Regions from separate parts of the Sander lucioperca genome. Here region 2 is linked to region 1. A link is a contact called in public Hi-C data. All regions are on one chromosome and are shown on one strand. The core of a region is the stretch at or near the end of the contact, and the rest is flanking DNA. Distances in the headings are between cores, read along the strand shown. Region 1 holds the start of LOC116034786 (atrial natriuretic peptide receptor 2). Region 2 holds the start of ccnb1 (G2/mitotic-specific cyclin-B1).

Evidence for each region. A called contact is a pair of places that touch in the nucleus more often than the background predicts.
Region 2: a contact with region 1 is called in a Hi-C map of liver, with 6 times the contacts expected there. The contact joins the promoter of ccnb1 here to the promoter of LOC116034786 in region 1. A contact is called at or near these places in 2 of 2 Hi-C or Micro-C datasets (liver and muscle).

Annotation. Positions count from the first base shown.
Region 1 is chr14:26,160,826-26,165,512 of SLUC_FBN_1.2, forward strand. LOC116034786 (atrial natriuretic peptide receptor 2) reads left to right here and starts at 2,369. Exons shown (of 22, transcript XM_031277528.2): 1 at 2,369-3,430. The coding sequence starts at 2,632.
Region 2 is chr14:26,300,568-26,305,543 of SLUC_FBN_1.2, forward strand. ccnb1 (G2/mitotic-specific cyclin-B1) reads right to left here and starts at 2,216. Exons shown (of 9, transcript XM_031277530.2): 1 at 2,022-2,216; 2 at 1,647-1,778; 3 at 965-1,075; 4 at 686-874; 5 at 437-595; 6 at 67-303. The coding sequence starts at 2,042. LOC116034790 (AN1-type zinc finger protein 5-like) reads left to right here and starts at 3,930. Exons shown (of 6, transcript XM_031277532.2): 1 at 3,930-4,222.

The DNA.
Region 1 (4,687 bases), core at 1,119-3,618:
TATACTGTAGACTGTCGTCTTTAACTAACTCATCTTTTCTCACTCTTTTGAGTGAGTGAGGGGAACAGTAACTGGCAGCTGGAGGGGTGGCCATTGAAAGAGAATACTGGCTGGAAGACCGACGTGCTGCCAGTTGGTGAGGATCACCTGTGCTTGGTTCAGTGGAGGCTCGGCACATTCACTCAAACTTAAAGCCCTGCTTTTAGGAAATAATAAATAAAATGTGCTGAGATCAACTGTGAACTTGTTCATAAATGTCTACCCCAGCTATGATTATCAACTTGTGTCTGATATATTTTTTACACAATATTGTGTGTATTCTTTTTAGGTATACCTAAAAAAAAAAGAATTACATATGGATCACTATTGGCTTCTAAACCAATTGTAATCACAGAGAGACACTTCACATCTTTAACTGATGGATTTGAAAACAGATGTCTAGAGTTAAAATATGCACAGTGAAGATCAAACATTCAAGTAAACTAAGAATAAGCAAAACCCCTTTTTGGGTGGAAGACTTGGTATGGTTAAAAACATCAAATTTAATATAGACAATACATGAGATAACATTAGCACAATCATGGATACAAGCTCAATCTTTTTTCTTTTTTTTTTTTTACCTAACTTTCCCCCTTAGCCATAATCCAAGGCATGGCCAGCAGGGAGAGCAGTTCAGCCACTTTGATTGATTTGCTGTTATGTGATTCAGTCAAATGAATAAATAATGAAGGGGAGACCGGGGATAGTTGTAACCATAGACTGTTAATATCTTTTTTACAGTCTATGGTTGTAACACGGGTCAGTTGTAACACGTCTAATTTCTCCAATCAGGAACAAGTTGCTCGGTTTAGTCCTTAATACCGTTCTCTTAATTAATACATCCATCCATGCTTAATACACGTGTGAAGAAGCAGCACTCTGTGACCGACACTGCACATTTTAGAAAGAAAAAAACTATTTTTAGGTAAAGTATTATTTTTATTTTTTTTACCTCGTTTATTTTTGTGATGGCATTGCCGGCTTTGTTGTTAAACTCAACAAACCTAATTCATGTTTATTGGGTGTCTATGTAGATATCTTTCATGCAGGTTGTTTGTGCTAATGTTTTAGCTGTTAGCTGTAAATTAAGCTAGATCATGGCGACAATAGTCTGGGTTAGTTCAACTAGCTAAGACTTTTTTTCTTTAAATTTTCTTAAAATCTTGGAAAAGAGACTGACCGAGGGGTGCCTCTAAACCCATACACACACAAATATTATATTAAAAGTAATTTAAATGTTGAATATAAATGCTAATGTTTTAGCCGTTAGCTGTAAATTAAGCTAGTTTATGGCGACAGTAGTCTGGGTTAGTTCAACTAAGACTTGGGTTGGTTGTTTTTTTCTTTAAATTTCGGTCTTGGAAAAGTGACTGACCGAGGGATGCCTCTAAACCCATACACACACAAATATGTTAAAAGTAATTTAAATGTTGAATACAAGTTTCAATATAAAGTTTTTGTTATTATCCTAATTTCATGATGTTACATTTCACCACAGGGCATGGTACAACTAACCTGGACTATGGGGTGAATTGTAACAGTTCATTCCTTGTGTTTGAGAGTAAACCATGCATTTTCTGTTTGGGTTGCTGAGATATCAGCTACACTATTTAACAGCAGACACATGTTAGTTTGTATTCCATTTTGAACGCGCTGGCTTTAAAGAGCTCCAAGATACAGACAGAAATGCCAAAAAAACTATCCCGGTCTCCCCTACGTCGCCATCAACAGACAGACACCAAATTATAACATAGCAGCTGATACACCTACAATCTGTATCATATCCAACCTGGTCACACTTGCTAAAAACACATTAAATCTTAAAAGGTGCGCAGGTGCGTGGGCCCCTAAAATAATCCACAATTGCTCAGCAGTAATGGACAGGCTCATACTGTACTCTGTGAAATGAAAGACAGGGGGCGACTCAAGCCCGTTTCAAGAGCTGTGTTCATACACTGTAAAAAAAAAAAAAAAAAAAAAAAAAGTAATAATAGGCCGATTGAATATTTTAACGTGTAATTTAGTCTGTCGCGGTTTGATTTAAACTCACTTTTTTCATGAACAACTTGGCTCCATGTCCACACGTGCTCCTCTTATTTCCAAAGGAGATTTCATGGGCGAGTTTGTTTTTAGAAACAGATATGTCAGTCAGGATCTGCCTTATTATGCAAGGAGTGATACACCAGCTCTCTCATTTGATAATAACATAAACATAGATATACACCAATCATCTCAATTCACTTTAAAGACATTAGGTAACATATTTACCTGAGGAATCCTCATTGTAAACCCAATGGCCAGCTGATTAATGGATGTGGACTTTTCTTGCAGTGTGTGACGTGTGGGTGCCGAGCACAAATCTGCTCTGGTTTAAGTTGCAGTCATCTGGATGAGAGACCATCAGTGTGAAAAGCACGCTGCGCTGGAGAAGTAGCTTTGGGAAGTACACGGACTTCATTTATCGTGGATTTACGCAGCGGAGACGCATGGCACCGCCGGGCTGGCATAACGGGATGATACCTTTACCGACTTTGTTTGACGTCTGAGAAAGAGAGAAGAAGACCGCGGGTGGGGGAGACGGATACTTATGGTATGGTGTCACGGTGCCACAGCTGGCCGTGTCTCCTCTCCAAACGGTGCGCTCTCCGTGGCCCTACTTTCCTCTCTGGGACTTCCGAGCGGCTGGGACGCGACATGGGATGCAGAGGCGCGCTGGGATACTTTCTGCTCGCCGCGCTGTCCTGCTGCCTGCTCCCCGGCTGCACAGGTAACATCACCGTGGCGGTGATGCTCCCGGACAACCACCAAAAGTACCCATGGGCTCTGCCGCGCGTCCTCCCGGCCATCCTCATGGCGCACGAGGACCTCCACAGCAAACACGGGCTGCTGCTCGGCCGCTACATCAACATCCTCAACTACAGCACCGAGGACCCGATCGCTGGCTCGTGCGCGGAGAGCCGGGCGCAGGTCGTGGCCGTGGACGCCAAGCTTTACCTACGCCCGGACGCTTTCTTCGGACCCGGGTGCGTGTACCCGCTCGCATCCGTGGGGCGTTTCGCGTCCCACTGGAAACTCCCGCTGATCACCGCCGGAGGACCCGCGTACGGCTTCGACAAGCGGGATGAGTACCGGACCATCGTGCGCAGCGGGCCCACCACCACCAAGCTGGGGGACTTCGTCAACGTGCTGCACACGCACTTCAACTGGACGTCCCGGGCCATGGTGATCTACCACGACCTGCGGCAGGACGACCGGCCGCACTACTTTCTGTCGGAGGGCATCTATCTGAACCTGAAGGACTCGATGAACATCACGGTGGAGGCCCAGCCCTACGAGGACGACTACAAGTACTACAAGGATCTGATTAGTTTCATGAAGGAGCGCGGGAGAAGTAAGTTAATGCTGAAAGGGAGGGGGAAAAGTGTGATTTACATTGTGATTTCAAGTTTTTAAATCCGGGGAATAAACGCATTGCCTGCCATTTTACAAACACATGTGGTGTTCAAACTACAAAACATGCCTAGATATCACCTCCAAAAACCCAGATGAAACAAACAACTCATCTTATAGTTTTCCCCCGGTTGTAAATATCTCGAAAGAGAGCAGATCGCCAGCTGGTTACTGTAAAGATGTCAGCGGATGGAAAAGAAAATTCCTCTGCAGGCAGATATACTGTATATCTCTTCTATGAGGAAAAAGAAAGATTTTAAATGACCTGAGTCGACCTGTGCATTGAGCTCCGAGCGAGGAAAACAATGTTTAATTTAGAGCATAGATTTGAGGTGTTTTAAGAAAGGCTGCAATGGGAGATTCCGCTCCTATTCAGAGAGGTCACAGTGCAGTTTCTCCCAGCAGATACAAACAGAGGTGGACTGGAATAGGTGCAGGGGAAAGCCTGTTTATTCCGGAGTTGTTACAGAGGAATGTTTAGGCTGTAGGCAGTCTGCTGGTTTATTGCCTGCATAGGACCACCACCTGCGCTCTTTAAAGCGAGAGAGAAAGAGAGAGAGAGACACACACACAGAGGCTGTGATCTAATGGGTGCCCTCTCAGCCTAAACATGCATGTGTGCTTCACTTTACCCATGCGTTTGCTGCCGGTGTTCTCTTGTTATGAAAATCCAAAAGGAGTTTATTTAGTACAACCTCGCGCTGGGAAGCCAAACTTTATTCAAATCCACAGTTTTACTTTTTAATTTCTAGTGGAGATGGCCAAGTTTCCAAAGATCCCAAGCATGTCAGGATACATTGGGGGAAAATGTGTGTAAAATGAAGCCATCTAGAATATTAATATTTGATGGAATGATGCAGCCATAGAAACATGGAGTCTTGGGTTTGACTATTTCACTCAGTGGAAACAACATATAGCTTTGACGAGGAGCTGGAACAAGATGAGACAGATTATATATGATGGTGTCTGTCAGCACTGTGGAATAACGTGATTTCCCAATACTTAAGGGGGATTGAAAGGAGGGGAACTATATGGTTGATAGAACTCATTTTGAAATATTTGATCGCGTTGCAAAACAGTACTTTTGTTTTTAACAAATGAACATCAGAGCTGTTTTGTCGATGAGGCGTAAATCACACAGCAGAGTGGCTGTTAAATCACTCGTCACTGTTCTCGCCTTTAGTTTAATTAACTGGAA
Region 2 (4,976 bases), core at 966-3,465, 140 kb after region 1:
TCTGGGCAGCTGATGGCTCACTGAATGAATCTAGGTTTTGGCTGGTTTTAAGATGCAGCTACGAACTTCATAAATCTTTGAGGCCCTTCTGAGAAACTGCAGGGGAAGAGGGCGGCCTAGTTGGAACTTGAGCGTCCGGAGAATAGTCATCTCCATGTCCCTGATCTGGGCAGTGGTGTAGGCCCTGTCCGTCACATAGGCGAAGTCCGAGATCTCTGGGGGATACATCTCCTCGTATTTGGAAGCAAGGAACATGGCAGTCACGCCGACCAGCTGCAGCTGCTTCTTGGGGACTGGGTGGTCCTGTTGGGTGCAATCACAGGCACATTTTAGAAACTGGGGTGGCATGTAGAATGTCAGTAGAAGGCCAGGATGTTTTTTTTAAGCTATAAAATAACTGTTTCATGCAGAAGAGGTAACTGATACAGTCACTCACCTGAAGAAAGCGGTCAATGACTCCCACAGTCATGTACATCGTCTCCTGCAGGAGACGGAACTTTAGGCTTACTTGCACAAGCCAGTCAATGAGAATGGCCCGCATGTTACCAGTCACCTCCCGACCCTGCAGATAAGCAGGCCTGACGTTCTGCTCAACCTGAGGAGACCAGAAACTGGTTAAACCCAAAAGTGCATGTGGGGCAGAGGGATACCAGATAGATTTAGCATTTAGAATTGTTTCACATGCCTCAAGCTGTCTGAGGTACTTGTAGATGTCCTTCACGTAGTCACTGCAGAGCATGGGGTTGTCATAGTCATCAGCATCCACATCCCTGACAGCGGTGTCGAGAATGACATCAGAAAAAGCCTGACAGAGGTCAGCAGGAGCACAGCCAGAAGTCTCCATTGGAGTGGGGGATGCTGGTTCAGGGAGAACCTGGAACACCCAACATTTGAGTTCAAACCAATGCACCACACCCAGCAGACATTTATCTGGATGGCCAGATAGCTGTTGCATACAACTCACCTCGGGCTCAGGTTTAACAGGAACAACCTTTTCTTGTGGTACAACTGCTTTGATGACTTTGGTGGTCTTTTTAGTGGGCTCAATCTTTTTAGTAGGCTCCGTCTTGACATTCTGAAATGGAGTTCAAAATTTCTCAACAGTAAACCTCGGGATTCCACTAAAATGTGGATACTTCTAATCATCCGGTCTTTGAATGAGCCCCCCCCCCCAAAAAAAACTACAATGATCTGGGGCACTTTGAAATTTAAAGAGCATTTTTCCAAAAAAATATAAATGCACCCCTACAGTAGCTACTTAATCAAATATAAGTGCTTGCATTTAAGGCAACGTTACTCGCACTGGACTGGTGCATTTCCAAATGGTTAACATCCTTTTGCTCTAACGTTACTACATTTAGCGTTAGGCCTTATATGGGCACAGCTGTTACTCATTTTGTATACAACTTCAACGTTAAGGTTTTACTTACATGCAGACACGAAAATCCCAAAAAAGATACAATGTCCCAACTCAAGTGTATGAAGTTAAGCCCACAAAGCATTAGTTAGCTTTTTTTTGCATGGCTAACAGTGCGTTTGCATTGTAGTACTATGAATTGACCTTTAGATATTATATAACGTTACTTCATTTTCCATCAGGAGGTAAATTACGCTCACGAGATTTCATAATTATGTCACATTCTTACCTTTTTCTGTAACGTGACTTCTTTGTTAACTGCGAGATTTCCGATTTCGCCCAGCGCCGCTCGAGGCTTGGTGGGACCAGCGACCGAGCAGGCCTTACCAGCGAGGTCAGTCCTGGTGGAAGCCAAGCGGTTCTGCAGTAAAGAAAATTAAAACACATTCAGCGTTAAATTACACTGCATGTTATTAACAATAATGGGTTGCTCAGTTTTTAACGTTAGTGGAACTCCTATTATGGAACGGTTGCACGAGCAGCCCCCACAGCAACGCACGAGGGCATTTAACATCATAGTGATTTTAAATTACAAACATTAAATAAAGACGCATTTCCAGTCATAGGCAACAAAAGCAGACATAAAAGACAATAAAGTACGTACTCTGGTTACTCGTAGAGCCATTTCGAAATATGCGTTGCTTCAACACTAACCACGGACAATCGTAATGGAGAATGATGCAGAGTAGTTTTTAGGGTTCGGCGTCCTGGTTTAAATCCTCGCTCGCTACAAGCTGATTCGCTGGGTCCGGAATTCTCCGAGCATCTGATTGGTTGAGCGCATCTGTTTCAAATGCGTCCCCCGGACAACAAGTGGTCACGTGATTTAGATTTTTTTTTGTTTCCTTCCTTTTCCTGTTACGTCTTGCTTATTATTTTTCATACTTTCTTGATTTGACGTACTTTTTAAATTGCTCTTTCCACACACGAACAAATTAACGATACACGTTTACATGCTCAAAACAAAACAAAGAACTGTGCTGACTTACTATATATAAAAAAAAGAAAAAAAAGAAAGTGGACGCAGTTAGATGAAAAGCTAGTTTACACAATTGTTGGCTTCAACAGTTATTACTCGGAACCATAGACTGTGGTCGGACCAAGGCTTTACTTTTTCGATTAATTACCCCTCCCCTCGAACACCAAACGAAAACCATAGGCTGTGTTCAATAGGCACTTATACAGGCTATGGCACAAACACTTTAGACATCAATGCCCTGTGCATTTCTATTTTCCTATGTGTTTCTGACTGAAATGTATCCTACCAAGGCACCCAAAATGTTCCCAAAACAGAGCTATTCTGCTGCAAAATATATCTTTACATTATGCACTTTGCAGCTATATATTTGTGTTCAGGGGCTCAATGTGGAACCCCTTACCCACATAACTCAAAATGCTAAAACTATGGCCTCTTTATCAAATCAATGCCTGTGCTTTGATAGTTTTATGTATTTTCTTTGAGTTTTGTGTATTTCTATAAATGCTATTTTTTTGCTATGTGGCATTAGTCCATGCGAAATACTTCATTATTATTTTATTTACGTTAAAGAAAAAGAAAAATTGTAATTGTCATGTCCTACAAATTATTAGCACACCAGACTTAGTATCAACAGACAGGCCAGTCAGTATTAAAGGATCCGGAATTAAAAATCAAACCAAAAAAAAAAATTATGATCAGGACATCCCTGCTTTTGAAATACTCACAGAAGCTTTTGCTTTTGGGCCCCCTGACCCCTTGTAAAGCTACAAAGATTCATTGATTAATCAATTAGTTGTTAATTATTAGATTAACTGCCAACTAATATTATCGATTAATCGGTTTGAGTTTTTTTTTTTTTTATGAAAAAAATAAGAATTGTCTGACTCTAGCTTCTTAAATGTGAATATTTTCTAGTTTCTTCACTCCTCTACTACTACAGTAAACTGAATATCTGAGTTGTGGACAATTTGAGGACATCATTTTTGGTTTTGGGATACACTGATCGACATTTTTCACAATTTTCTGACATTTTATAGAACAGACAATAATCGATTAATAAAGAAAATAATCATCAGATTAATTGACTATGAAAATTTACATTGCAGCCCTAACCTCTTGGGCCCCTGAACCTGCCCTGTGCCTAGGCTTGTTCAGTAATCCATCCATGTATCATGGTCCCATACTCCTAGGACTGTTCATTTCACTAACCAGTCCATGGAAGGATACAGTTGACAAGACACAGGTGACAGAACAAAGTACAGTGCTGGAATAGTGGACTAAGAATCAGTTCAAAAGTGAACGTACAAAAGTCTATGGGGAAAGCTGGAGCTTACGAGGAGCATATGAAGGCAACACAAACGTGTTTTCTTGGATCTACAGACTGTGTAGACAAGACCCTTCCTGATTACATGAACATTGATTTCTAACTAAGTAACATCGAGGTCGAAGCTAGGGTTGGTTTATTTGGTGGAAGAGAAGAAGCAGGTTTACGGTCTTGTTTACTGCCTGAAAATCTTTTGTGGCCCCTAACTTCCAATCAGAGGATCACAGTTTCCGTGACGTCCACCGGAAAAGAGAGGACGCAAACGCAGCACGTAAAACAAAATAGATGCCACCACAAATCAGCGACAGAGGACGTCAAGTCGTCTGCGAAAGTAGCCACCAGTGCTCCTCGTCGGAGTGGAGTTATATTTGTAAAAGACTGGAAACACAAACAACGACTCACCTAGACGGCCCTAGTTAGTTAGCTCCAAGATCAACTGAGTTAACGTTATTCTGTCAATCCAAAAAAGTTTCAAGAAAAACCGACGTTTCTCAGACTAAAGGTAAGTTAACTGGTGAAACCATGGCCAGCTAGCATACGGGGTTGTTTAGGGAAGTTTCTGAAGTGAACAGTGACACACTTACATAAACAATATTAAAGTCACATTTTAAGCTGTAACGTTAAGTGATTAACGAAAGCCTTGACGTTAACGAAAGTTGAGTAGGCTAGCGAGGATTTAATACGTTTGGTTAACACGTGTCGCTGAAAACTTTTCTCAAACTGCGAGGTTGTAAATGAGATACAGCGTTTAGCATTTTATAGCAACTAACGTTAGCTTCTAACGTTAACCATTAACATAATAACAGCATTATCATCGAGGTTTCTTGTTTGTATTTTACGACACCGACCTGTCCACGAACTAAAAATAAAGACGACCTGTATTTAGCTTGGTCGGCAGCACCACATATATAAAGTTATCTGTGCTGTATCTTGTTGGCTAACGTGACATCAAGGTTTGACGATTATTTGATTTCCCTGCTTAACAGTTTAGACATACGCACGTATTTTCTATGGTAATACTCGTAAAGGGACATTGTTGTAAGTTATTGTAAAGATGTCTGTGGTGGGAACATAAACAAAGAACCTACAAAGCAAAGGCAACAACCGTGCTAACAGTTTTCAGATTTAGCTAACATCTAGCATGCTAACATTAGCAAGATCACGAGAATCTGCTCACACGGTTGTTGTGGCTAACCACGTTAGCATACGAGCAATTAAACTAAACCCTATAGAAAGAAACTGCGATTTGGTTGCCC